Regions from separate parts of the Mus musculus genome. Here regions 1 and 2 are each linked to region 3. The links are chromatin contacts, called in public HiChIP or PLAC-seq maps. All regions are on one chromosome and are shown on one strand. The core of a region is the stretch at or near the end of the contact, and the rest is flanking DNA. Distances in the headings are between cores, read along the strand shown.

What was found. HiChIP or PLAC-seq counts read pairs in DNA pulled down with a chosen protein or histone mark.
Region 1: a contact with region 3 is called in an H3K27ac HiChIP or PLAC-seq map of bone marrow-derived dendritic cells, with 4 times the contacts expected there. The contact joins the promoter of Btnl1 here to the promoter of Tap1 in region 3. A contact is called at or near these places in 11 of 39 promoter capture datasets (the C10 cell line, the HPC-7 cell line, HPC-7-derived erythroid cells and 5 more), 4 of 15 datasets of contacts at CTCF or cohesin (embryonic stem cells, large pre-B cells and pro-B cells), 16 of 484 Hi-C or Micro-C datasets (the 63-12 cell line, B cells, centrocytes and 5 more), 12 of 115 datasets of contacts at active chromatin or transcription factors (the 230-238 cell line, the HPC-7 cell line, acute myeloid leukemia and 7 more) and 5 of 9 other capture datasets (adipose tissue, embryonic stem cells, liver and 2 more).
Region 2: a contact with region 3 is called in an H3K4me3 HiChIP or PLAC-seq map of bone marrow-derived macrophages, with 2.3 times the contacts expected there. The contact joins the enhancer-like site here to the promoter of Tap1 in region 3. A contact is called at or near these places in 5 of 39 promoter capture datasets (cranial neural crest, embryonic stem cells, pre-B cells and 1 more), 3 of 15 datasets of contacts at CTCF or cohesin (embryonic stem cells, large pre-B cells and pro-B cells), 26 of 484 Hi-C or Micro-C datasets (B cells, the G1E-ER4 cell line, bone marrow-derived macrophages and 13 more), 9 of 115 datasets of contacts at active chromatin or transcription factors (the HPC-7 cell line, acute myeloid leukemia, bone marrow-derived macrophages and 4 more) and 4 of 9 other capture datasets (adipose tissue, liver, macrophages and 1 more).

What each region holds. Positions count from the first base shown.
Region 1 is chr17:34,374,426-34,378,510 of GRCm38.p6, reverse strand. Btnl1 (butyrophilin-like 1) reads right to left here and starts at 1,379. Exons shown (of 10, transcript NM_001111094.1): 1 at 1,119-1,379; 2 at 535-686. The coding sequence starts at 616.
Region 2 is chr17:34,409,143-34,413,271 of GRCm38.p6, reverse strand. All of the region lies in intron 1 of BC051142 (cDNA sequence BC051142), which reads right to left. Among named protein-coding and RNA genes, the nearest start is that of BC051142, 12 kb to the right of the region's middle. Within about 2 kb of position 1,936, at least 1 of the 459 cell types and tissues checked has an H3K27ac peak or open chromatin away from gene starts, as enhancers often do. A contact at or near this core is called in bone marrow-derived macrophages, where this site is marked.
Region 3 is chr17:34,185,913-34,189,719 of GRCm38.p6, reverse strand. It overlaps Tap1 (transporter 1, ATP-binding cassette, sub-family B (MDR/TAP)), which reads right to left and starts at 2,164. Exons shown (of 11, transcript NM_013683.2): 1 at 1,315-2,164; 2 at 428-542; 3 at 160-290. The coding sequence starts at 1,840. Psmb9 (proteasome (prosome, macropain) subunit, beta type 9 (large multifunctional peptidase 2)) reads left to right here and starts at 2,390. Exons shown (of 6, transcript NM_013585.2): 1 at 2,390-2,470. The coding sequence starts at 2,411.

The DNA.
Region 1 (4,085 bases), core at 130-2,629, 190 kb before region 3:
TTCTTATATTTACCCACTATGCCATTCACATGGTCTCCTTTCTGAGTTCTCTCCAGAGTCTGAGAATTCTAACCTAAAGATGCTTTTGTTTTATGAAGGAAGAGATAATGTCCCAGAGGGAATGAATGATTTATTTAAAGTCACAACCTAAGAACTCTTAGTCCAAACTCTTTGTGCTCCTGTGCACACAAACCCCCTAATGCACACCTTCCCGGCCATACACCCTCAAACCATGAGCTAACTCTCCACCTTTAAACTTCTTGACAGGTAGCTGGCCACAGCAGGGAGAAAACTCACACGCACAGTGAACATACAAAGGATATCTCAACACACAGGCACTGTAGCATTTATAGGCCAAACTCACCCACACTCAGCAAAGAGTTAGGAAGATATCGCAGTTCCAGGTTTTATAAAAATTACCCAAAGGATCAGGGAGGATATTTTCTTGGCCAGTAGATGGCCACGGGAGTTCATTTACACAAGAGAAGTCATTGAACACAAGACACAACACAGCACAGAAGGCAGAACACTGACCTCCAGAGACTCCGGTAAACAGCAGGAGGAGCAGAGGGAGGAGACAACCAGCTGGAGGGACGGAGGGGGAGCCCTTCATCATCAGAGTGGAAGGTCAAGTCCAGGTTCACCATAGGAGGGCAACAGGTGAAAGTTCTCAGGAAAAAAATTCCCTGTTCCAAGACTTAATGTTATTCATGGGTTTCTAGCTGTGTCTTCCACAAAATCCTTAAGACAAAACCCACCAACCCTAGCCCTCCCCAGGGCCTTTCATGTCCCCTCTTTATTCAGAAGACCAACAATTTCCCCGTGGACATGGAAAGCTGCCAAGTTCCCATTTTCTCTCGCCTTTCTGTGAGTTCATGGTCCCAAGGGGGATCTTGGAGCTGGGTTCTCTGAGTCCAATGTAGGGCAGTGAAGTCATACAAGAAAGTAGACCACTCCCACATTCAGTCTATTTTCATTCTTCTAATTTACTCTTTTTTTAAAATTCATTTACCTACTTTCCCCCCAAAAAAGGAACCATTTCTCACTATATCCTCATGACTTCAATTCACCCTTCTTCAGGCCCACACCTCCCTCAGAAACCACAAACCCTCACTCACCGTCTGGACAGAGCTGTGGGTTCCTTGAAGCCCCAGGGATCCTCAGTGCACTCCTGGACCCTGGCTCTGGGGACCATCCACACCTGTGTTACTGTGGCCAACAGTCAAGCGTGTGGATGCTGGGGCCAGAGTGTCCAATTTCCGTAGATGTTCTCAGTGGCAAGGTGGACACACAATGCTGCCCCCAGGCTCTGGCTTTAGAGTTTCTCCTGGAGGAGTCTAGGAGAAAGCTGCAGCCATCTTCAGCTCTTATTTAAGGGTGGAAGTAATTAAAGCCCAAGGGACTTTGCACTGGGCTGAGCCACAAGCTGATAGGAACTTGAAAGCCACTTTAAGATACTTCTCACCATAAGCTGCCTCCCACAGAGCCAGGGAGAAGCGCTCAGGTCTGGTGGTCAGATTGGAGGTCACTCACACAGCTAACAGATTGAGAGAATAAAGCCAAGAATGCTTCTACCCCTCCCACAATGATTGACTTCTGGCCGTATGTGTAGAGCCTTGGTTACATGGTGAATTCATGGACAACCAGAACAACACAGGACCATGTCTTAAACAAAATGCCAGCAAAAGGGGTCTCTTTCATCTCTCAATAGGCTTGCATTTTTTAAAATGTATTTCATGTGTATGGGTATTGTGTCCTCATGGATGTTATGTGTGCAGTATCCATGGAGGCCAGAAGGGGGTGTCAGAATCCCTTAGGAGGAAAGTCACAGGCAGTTGTGAACTGTCATGTGAGTGCTGGAAACCAGCCCTGGTCCTCTGTAAGGGCAGCCAGTGCCCCTAACCACCGAGTCATCTCTCTACCTCCACCTCCATTTTGCATCTTCATACTCTACTGTATATTGTCATCCCTTCACAACTGCTGAAAGTCACACGGTCTCAGTGAATATCTTCACTTAAAAGGGAATTATTTTCTTGGAATGATTTCTTTCAAAAGCTTCTTTTTCATCTTTAAGTTAGCATTGTGATATGTACAATTGTGATATGTACAATTTTGTTAGAAAATGTCTGCCTGTGCTTGTTCCATTCCATTGTGTGCCTCCTATGACCTGCTTGTGGACGTTCAATCTTAGAGCTAGAATTTTGAGGATTCAAATCAGTGCTTTCTTTCTTCCCTTTTAAAGAATTATTTTATTTTTAAGTGTGTGTGTGTGTGTGTTGGGGGTGGGGAGAGTTGTGTGCTTGTGAATATGAACACAAGTGTCCTTGGAGTCCAGAAGAGACCTTCGGGTTCCCTGGAGCTAAGTTACAGACAGTTGTAGGCTTCCTAATGTGGGGGCTGGGAACCAAACTCAGGCCCCCTGAAGTGTTCCTAACCACTGAGCCATCTCTCCAGCCAAATCACAGATTTCTTGACTGTTGTAAGGGTTTTTTTTTTTTTTTCTTGTCATTGTGAGCAAGAAGATAATTGTTCCAGCATTCACAGGCTTTCCCTCTCTTTGCTCGCCGACAAAGGAGGGAGATGGTGAGAGGCCAAATCTTTTTAGTTCAGACTCCATTTTAGAAAACCTGACCTAAGTTTGAACTCAGGTAAACTAACAGGCTGGTACCTGGCATTAGTTTACAAGTTGCCCCCCCACCAACAAAACCCAAGCCTAGCTCCAGTCTCTAGGCTAATCCCCAACAAGACCAGCGTCTCCAGGTCACACCCTCAACAAGACCAGCATCTCCAGGCTATCCCCCCAATAAACATGTTCCCCCAGGTTACAGGCTCTAGTCTTGTAGTGACCACCAATGCAGAGGGAAGCAGAAATTAAGAAAAAAATTAAGTTTATGATATGACTTCTAGCACCAGCCAATTATGTGAAATAGCTTTCCAATTAGATGCTTGCATGTGTACTCCCTGCTTGCTGCTTACTATAAAGCCTAGGTATTTGGGGCACCCCCCAACCAAAAACATCCTGCGTGATAGTGGTGTGTTGAGGGGGCCTGAGCTAGCTGGAATAGAATAAAGACCCTGTTGTCAGCTGCATCAGATTGGCTCCTGTCTATTTTTTTTGAGGATCAAACACTTCCTTGGCACTACAATGGAAGGGCCCAGCTGAGGCTGTTCATGCTGTGTATTCCCCATCTGGATGAGGCAGATTTAATCAATGTCTGTGGAGGGTATCTCCAGGCCTGAGTGAATGAGAATCCGAAAGTTGAACTGTGTCCCTGTCTATTCAATTCTTTCTTAAGTGAATAGAGGACTAGCCAGGAGATGACAGTGTATCAAAGCATCAGATACATTGTGATAGAGCTTGCAAGCACTTGGCTAAATGGATGGGCTATAGACACCCTTGTTTCCCATATGTTAATTTATGTAATCTCAAAAAATTAAGGACATGGGTTACCATCCAGTACACTGTCAGATGAGGAAACTGAGGAACCAAGGGGTCCTGTAGCTCATCCTGAATCCTAAGCATAAGCAAAGCAATCAGGAGATTAACCCAAACAGTCGGCTCCTAACTGGAACACATAGTTTGGAAAGAAAGAAATCAGTTGCCCCAGCTCTTGGCTGCACCTTGTAACCATGTAATTACTACAGCTCTATTGTCTGCATTGAAGCCCTATTTTCTAATCCTATTTTGTCTTTAGTTTTGAGACCTTTTTTCCCCCATTTTTATTAGATATTTTCTTCATTTACATTTCAAATGCTATCCCGAAAGTCCCCTATACCCTCTCCCCGCCCTGCTCCCCTACCCACCCACTCCCACTTCTTGGCCCTGGCATTACCCTGTACTGGGGCATATAAAGTTTGCAAGACCCAGGTGCCTCTCTTCCCATTGATGGCCGAGTAGGCCATCTTCTGCTACATATGCAGCTAGAGACACAACTCTGTGGGTACTGGTTAGTTCATATTGTTGTTCCACCTATAGGATTTCAGACTCCTTCAGCTCCTTGGGTACTTTATCTAGCTCCTCCATTGGGGGTCCTGTGTTCCATCTAATAGATGACTATGAACATCCACTTCTGTGTGTGTCAGGC
Region 2 (4,129 bases), core at 687-3,186, 220 kb before region 3:
GGCCGCAGTGGGCAGTGCATCTCATGGAGTCTGGATGGAAACCTTCATGGCTGGTAGCCCTTGCTCTTGGTGCACCTGCAGAATTAGCAGTGCATTGAGGCCTCCAAAGTTAACATATGTGCCCTCTGGACTGGTTGTTGAGCCACACCTGAACCTCTTTGTGCAGTGGCCTGGGAAGGCAGGATACCTCATGCTGGGAGAAAATGAAGCATCCAGTGTGTAGCTTCTATGGTCAGGGTTTCTAAGTTAAACAGTTCAGTGACTTAACTCTTTCATTTCCTTTTCTTCTGAGTCTAGTCATATGTGTATGTATATGAATGAGTATATCTATGCGTACACACAACTGAAGCCGATGCATAAAAACTGATACATGCATCAGAATCTATCAATGTCTGTATCTATATCATTTCAGTTGCTAAGTAGATAAAACTTTCAGTCCTTTCCTTTACCCATTCATCCATCAATAGGCATCCTGCCTGACTGTACAGTTAGCTATGAGGAATTGTGCTATGATAAATATGGAAGCAGGGAGAAGCCCTGAATCCCACCTGCACTGTAAGAACATAGAATGACAGTGTACAGTAACCATCAATAAAGAGCATTCCAGGAACTCATTGGCAGGACGCTTCTAGCCTGTGGAAGACCCTATATTCAATCCCTGCTGCCTGAAAACAAGAAAACACACACCACAAAAATCCCCAGAGGGTCCAAGATTCCACCAAAAAGCATCCAGGTTCTAGGCATCATCTTGGAACCAAGCCTTCAAGGCCCAGAGAGCCCCATGACCACTGAGCCTTCAGAGACCAGTTGCTCCCTGGTCAAACAGCAGCACATGGGACTACTAGAGCCACATACAACATGAAGATATGCTGTGCTTTGCTGTACATGTACCCTCACGTCATGCCACACCTGCCAGTGCTACCTGACACACCTCAGCTCAAGCCAGAAGCTATCCTTTGCTGTGCCTGTAGTGCTTTCGATGTATTGACAGTTTTCCTCTTCTATGGAACAAGGTGCTGTGACTGGCAGATTTAAGTTAAAGACTTAGTATTTCCCAGAGCAGCTCTCCTGCCAGGTGGGGCCAAATCAGAGCATCTTTGGATTGTGTTGTATTGGACAAATACATATCTCATTAGCCTGCAAAATGGCTTTCACTTTCAGTTATTTATTTAAAGCATATTTTATTTTAAATTATGTATATGAGTGTGTGCCAGTGGCGAAGTCTGCATGTTGGTATGTGTGCATGAGTGCAGGTACCCATGCAAGTCAGAAGTAATCTTCCTGGAGTTGGAGTTATAGGTGTTGTGAGCTATTGCTAGCCAACCTCAGGTCCTCTGCAAGATCAGCAAGTGCTCTTAGCCATCTCTCCACCCTGCATCCTTCTTAATATATGGCAATAAAAAAAATATATACACACACACACACACACACACACATATATATATATATATATATATTTCAAATAATTGTTTTACAAGAAAGTTCTTTATCATCTGTGAGCATTTGATTTGCATGCCAATCACGTGTCCCTATCTTCCTGGGTCAGGCAACACTAAAATTCCACGGGACAGTATTGTTATTGTTATAGGCTGACATATTTAAGAGGTCCCACACATTCAACATACTGCTCTTTACCCTATATGTGCCACCTGAGCCCCTTCCTTCTGGGTGAACACCTCCTTCTCAGTTTTCTGCATTGAAACCTGATGGTGACAAATGATGTCTTCCTCTCTCTGAAGAGAAGGGGAGTTCTGCTCTGGCTTCTTTGAGAAGGCAGCAGTTAGCCCAACATTAGCCCTTCAAGGATAATCTGCCCCCATCTCCCACTCCCTCTGGAAGCCTGTGGCTTTATCAGTGCTCGGAGTTGGCCTCTGCCACACAGCTTCGCTCTAAAATGAAAATTGATGTGTTATCCACAGGTATCCACCAGGGGGCACTCACCTCCCATCAGACAGTGAGCGTGTGTAGGTGGGGCACGCATGCTGCCAGCTTCATGTAGGCACATAGCTGCTAACGGGCACAAAACTGCCTTTGGGTTTAATGACTATTTCTTTCTATGGTTGTCAGAACATGACTTAGTTACTTCTGGTGTCTGAGATCTCTATCTGAGATTAGCTCCTCAATATTGGTGCTGTACGGGCTTACAAGGATATGATATTTGGAATGTCAGTACAACTCGAGGAGCGCACCTCCATCCGTACACACTCCGTGGATTGCTGGTTACACATTTAAGTTGATTTTACTTCTATAAAACATTGTTACTGTAAGGAAATGCTACTTATTTTGTGCTATTAGTTAGGAACATATTCATCAGCTGGGATAGGTTATCAGTGAATTGAATACCAAAAGGCTCTACTGCTTAGTTTTAATAAAATAAGAAACATTCCAGTCACAGGATTTACAGAATGGATTGTAAATATGTCTACTGGTCAGGTTGATTTCTATTATGTGCATGTGGTGTGTGTGTGTGTGAGTGTGTGTGTGTGCATGTGGTGTGTGTGTGTGTGTGTGAGAGAGAGAGAGAGAGAATGCAAAAGTGTGTGACAGTGTGCACATGTATATGTGTGTGCGTGTCACAGCCAGATGTCAATTAGGATGTCATTCCTCAGAAGCCATGTACCTTATTTGAGACAGGCTCTCTCACTGTGACATAGGGCTTGCTGGTTAGGCTGGTGTGCCTGGCCAGCAGGCCTCAGGGATCCACCTGCCTCAGCCTCTCCAGTGCTGGGATTATATTTGGGTGTCATGAGTCTAGCTTTTTATAGTGGTTCTGAAGATCAAGCTGAGGGCATCATGCTTGTGTTGTAAGCCCTTTCTCAACGGAGCCATCTCCCCAGCCTCAGATTGATCAGTTCTTATTCTGTCCACACCACATGCAACTGCATAATAGTAAGTTAGTGGAATATTGAAATGAATTTGAAGGAAAAAAATTTCCTACGGGGACCTTGTAGATCACAAGTCTGTGATTTTAGCTACTTCAGAGGGTAAGATGGGAGTATCACAAGTTCAAAGTTATCTGCCAAACAGTGAGTCCTGTAAAAGTAAAAAGAGATCTGGGCCTGTAGCTCAGTGGAAGTCACTTGCTCAGCATGCATGTGGTCTTAGGTTCAACCCCTAGTACTTTAATCTGCCCAGAGTTAGCTTGATCTTTAAAGGGGCCAGCTCTTTTGCCATGGTGCAGTTGACAGGAGATCTAGATGGGGAAAGAACTTAAACTCTTCCCCATGTATGATATTAATCTTCAGGGCTGAGAGAAGTTCCCTCTCTGAGCTTCCAGGGCAATTCTGATCTGACCTCAGACTGTTGTGCTAACAGATATAACACCAGTAAGTTGACTCAAATACTGCAGGAAGTAGAGCCTTGCCTCCAGCTGTAGCCTGCAGAGATGAACACATCTCCCAAGCAGCACACCAAGTCAGAGAACTGCTTCCAGTCCAAATCCAGCTCTGCCTGGTTCTCTACACTCCACACTCCTGAGACTCTGGCACTTAGGACTTCAGCTGAACCTTGGCAGGACCCCACCTTCTTCTCCCCAGGATGCTCAGTTTCTGCATCTTTGAGTGTCTCCCTTATGTGGTTTTTGAAGACCACAGAGACCTTCATCTGTTCTTCTAGGGGAGCCATTGAAATCAGCAACAGTTCAGGGTGTACGTGTTTCTGCTCGGATGGGAGGGTATCCTGGGACTGGGAAGCCCAGGAACCACACAGTTCTGCAAGAAAAGTTGTCCTAATAGAAGGGCATCCTGAGACACAGAGCCCAGGATCCACACAGCTCTGTGAGGAAGCCTCCTCAGCAGAGGCATTGACGCTCCCAGGGGAGGGGATCCCCAGCTGAGCTCAGGAGCCTCAGCCCCGCTCCTTCTCTTCTCTTCATTGCTTCCTTTCTTCTTGGCTTCAGTTCTGATGAGAGAGTCACACCAGGCAGTAAATCTCATAAAGAGATTTATTGGAGGGTCCAGGGTGTGGAAGGACAAATTCAGGGATGACTGTCCTCTGTTCCTGGGAGCAGGGAACTGAACAAACAGCAAGGCTTATATAGGATTTCTGAGGGGTGGAGCTCCTCAGGGCAGAGACTTCCAGGTTGAGGATTGGTGAGATTTCAAGTCCTGAGCTTGCTGGGAGGTGGGGT
Region 3 (3,807 bases), core at 915-3,414:
CATCCCCCAAGTGTTGGAATTACCACACCCCATCCATATGGTTCTGAGGATCCAGCCTGGGCATGTGTGTGTGGACATGTTTGGGGGGGGGGGGCAGTCGAGAGCGTGTGTGGCGGTATAGAGATTATAGCATACAAGTGAAAAGGTTTCATGAGAGACCTGCTGGGTTCTTCAGGAAAAACCCTGTCTCCTGGCGAAGGACGGCCCGAAACACCTCTCTGTGCACACGGCCGTGCATGTGTCCCATGGTGATGTTGTAGATTCCATCACTTGCAAACTCCAGCGCTGTGCTAGAGTCAGAGACACGGGAGGATCAGTTGTCTCCTTCCTGAGACAGAGTCCCAGATCCCCACAGAAGTGTAACTTAAATGACAGTCCCAACAGCCAGTCCCCTCTGCTCTGGGACCCCCATTCCCATCCTCCACACCTGGCTATGGTGAGAATGGACATGAGCCATATGTTGCGGGTGAAGCTAGGAACTGTCTTATCCTGAAGAATCCAGTCAGTGATGCGGCCCGTGAAGAAGGGAATGGCCATTTCCCCTGGGGAGAGAGGAGAGACACCTCAGTCACAAACATTATGAGCAAACTACCCGCAACTTCTGCCCCTCTCCCTTCACCACTATCCAGGAAGCTGAGCTCCCAGACCCAAGCCTGTTCACAGACCCAAGCCTGCTCGGCTACATCAAACTTCTCAAGGGCTACTTGAGGGCGGTTAGCAGACCTTGGGGGCACAGGCTGTTAATCCCAGCACTCCAAGTAGAAGCGAGCAGATCTCTCTGGGTTTGAGACCAACCTGGGCTACATAATGAATTCCAGAAGAGCCAAAGCTACAAAGAAAGACCCTATCTCAAAAAGGAAAGAATAGAAAAGAGGGGAAGGGGGAGGGGAGGGGAGGGGAGGGGAGGGGAGGGGAGGGGAGGGGAGGGGAGGGGAGGGGAGGGGAGGGGAGGGGAGGGGAGGGGAGGGCAGGGGAGGGGAGAGGAGAGGAGAGGAGAGGAGAGGAGAGGAGAGGAGAGGAGAGGAGAGGAGAGGAGAGGAGAGGAGAGGAGAGGAGAGAGAAGAGGAGAGGAGAAGATGGCGGTGTGGAAAGAAACCTTCACATTTGGGCTATGATGTGAAGTTCTGCTCCCAGAAGACCCTGTCCCCAACGCCCTTGTCTGGACCCCTTCTCGGGCCTGGGTCCTTCTCTTTCCGCCTAAGTTGCCTCCTTAGTGTCTCTGACGCTTCCCGGGACTACTTTACTCTCCCTTTCTGCCTGGAATGCCCATTGCCCTGTCCCCTGTGGCCTGCTCTTTCACCCAGTCTCCCTTACCAAGGCAAGAGAGAATCAAGAGAACCAGAACCAGGTAGAGACGTCTCTTCTTAGGGCCCAGGAAGCCCAGCATCCGACACAGCATGTCTCCAGCGTCCCTGTTGCCGCTGGGCGCCCAGAGGCTCCCCAACTTGTGCCACAGGGCGGCTGCGGGCAATGCTGCCACATAACTGATAGCGAAGGCATCTGGACGACTGTTCCAGTACAGTAATCCAGCGCTGTCACCCTCCCGGAGTGTTCCCCAGGCGGCCAGCTCTCGGAACAAGGCAAGTCCAGGCAGGGCCAAACTCAGTGCGGCCACCAGCGGCTGCAAAGCAGCCAGCCAGCCATGGGCTCCTGCGGTGACCCCGAGGACCCCGCGGACCCCTAGTCCTAGGATGGCCCAGCGACTCAGGCCCACCACCCAGACCCGGAGCAGCGGCACCTCGGGAACCAACAGGGAGAAGATTCCCGGGAGCATGGGCCGCAGCAGCAGCCAGTCCACCAGAAGGAGCAGGGCGGCCGCCAGCCAGACGTGCGCAGCCATCGAGCGTGAGCTGTCCAGAGTCTGGTCCTAGCCTGGGACTCTCGACGTCCGCGCTGCACAGGAGTCTCCGTGGGGAAGGAAGAAGGGCGGGTCCGAGGGCGTGCGCGTAAAGTCCCGGGAACCCGCTCGAGCTGGTGGAGCTGACTAGAAGTGCTGGCGTTTAGAGGAAGAAGAAACCGAAAGCCGACCTCGAATCACTAGACACGCCTCCTTCTGAGACTGGCTTGCTCAGGCTGTTCTGGAAGCTGCCGCTGAAGCTGTAGTTGGAGTTCTGCCTAGCAGCCCTGGCCTGTCGTGTTCTTCTCCATGAATCTCATTCTCCTCTTCTTCCCCAGCCCCCTTAACTTGCTTGCGTGAATTTTCCCATCCCAGGCCCCACCCCAGATTGAGGGCAGGACCCTCTGTCGTCACCTGTCTCTGGGCAGATTTGCCCTGCTCAGGTTTGCTCTGGGCGCCAAATGCTGGTAGAACGGCACGCCCCTTGCGCGATGATGGGGCGGGGCCTCAGTCTGCAAGTTGCCTGCACCGCGCGCAGCCGCTGATTGGAAAGCCGAGCCCCGCTCTGCTGAGATGCTGCGGGCAGGAGCACCTACCGCCGGCTCGTTCCGGACGGAAGAAGTCCACACCGGGGTAATGGGTCTCGGGGTGAGAGTCAGCGGGTGGAGTGATCAGGGACCCCTAAAGCTCTGGAAGTAAACCAAGAGACTTAGGAAGCTTGTAGCGCCCAGCGCTTGCGCTCCACAGTGAACGTAGGGTATCCCTGCTCAGAAGTGTGGTGTCCAGGGGTCTGTGGAGGGATCCGCATGCGAAGCTGGTGAGAAGGTGCGTTCTTTGGCTTGAGCTGGAAGCGTCTAAGGGAAGTTGCTCCAAAGCGCTTTCGCTTTCACTCTAGACTGCGCAGTTGGGGTTACTGGCTAAATCAAGTGAGGGGCTTGGGGACCCCTGCAAAAGAGGTGCTGAGGTGTCCTGGATGAAGCACCTGAGAGAAGGTAATATGGAGGCTCACTGAAAAGGACCTACCTACACATCATACAGATCTTTGCTTAACCTAGCCCCAGACAGCCCCCACCCTGAGTGAGGACAAGCTCTCTGGCGCCAGGATTGAGGGGGAGATGGGGATGATCGGTGGTCCTCCTTGTTCCAGGTGCTGCCCTGCAGCACACTCCACCCCACCCTGTCCCAACACCGTCATTCCCATGCTTGCCTGAGAACTTTGCCCAGACCTAGGAGCTGGGAAGATGGCAGCTGGTTTCTGCTCTCTAAAAGCCACCAACCACAGTGTTAACATGGTGTGGAGGAACAAAGTGGACATTTCTGGCCTTTTACTTGTGCTCAGAAAGCACACTCGCGGGCAGGGTCCCCGGAGATCAGAACGACATGGAGTGGACAGAAAGGTTGGAAAAAGTCTCCCTCGCTGCCACGGAGCTGTGGGACTTAGAAATCAAATCAATCAAGGGTTCAGAGTGAGACCTGAGTCAACTTGGGAAGCTCATTCGTCTCCATAAGTCAGTTTTCTCAGTGCACCCAAGGGTCTCCTAAGGTGCCTTTTAACCTAGAAGGTGTGGGGGAAGTAGATGTGTCTACCCTCCTTCACTTATCCGTAATTCTTTCCTTGACCTGGAAAAACTCTGCTATCCAGAAGTCCTTTCCCCTGGCTGCAGAGACTTCGCTTAAGTGAAATTTGTGCCCTACCTGAAGGATCCTTGCTGCTTCTGTGTCTCGACTCCTGGCCATGTTAACCCCCGGCCTCTCTGTGTCCCTTGTTCAGTAACACTAAGGCTCCCCTTCTGATAAAGTAAGGTTGCAGGTGGGGGATCCAGGACCAGGAAAGACCTGGTCTTGTGTCACAGTAATTCACAGTAATGATGCATGTGGTACGCAATTCACAAGCAGCGGGGCCGGTTTCCTGGGCCTTCCTCTCAGTTCTTGCTCTCCTCATGCAGATTGTGTCTGCCTCCAGGAACCAT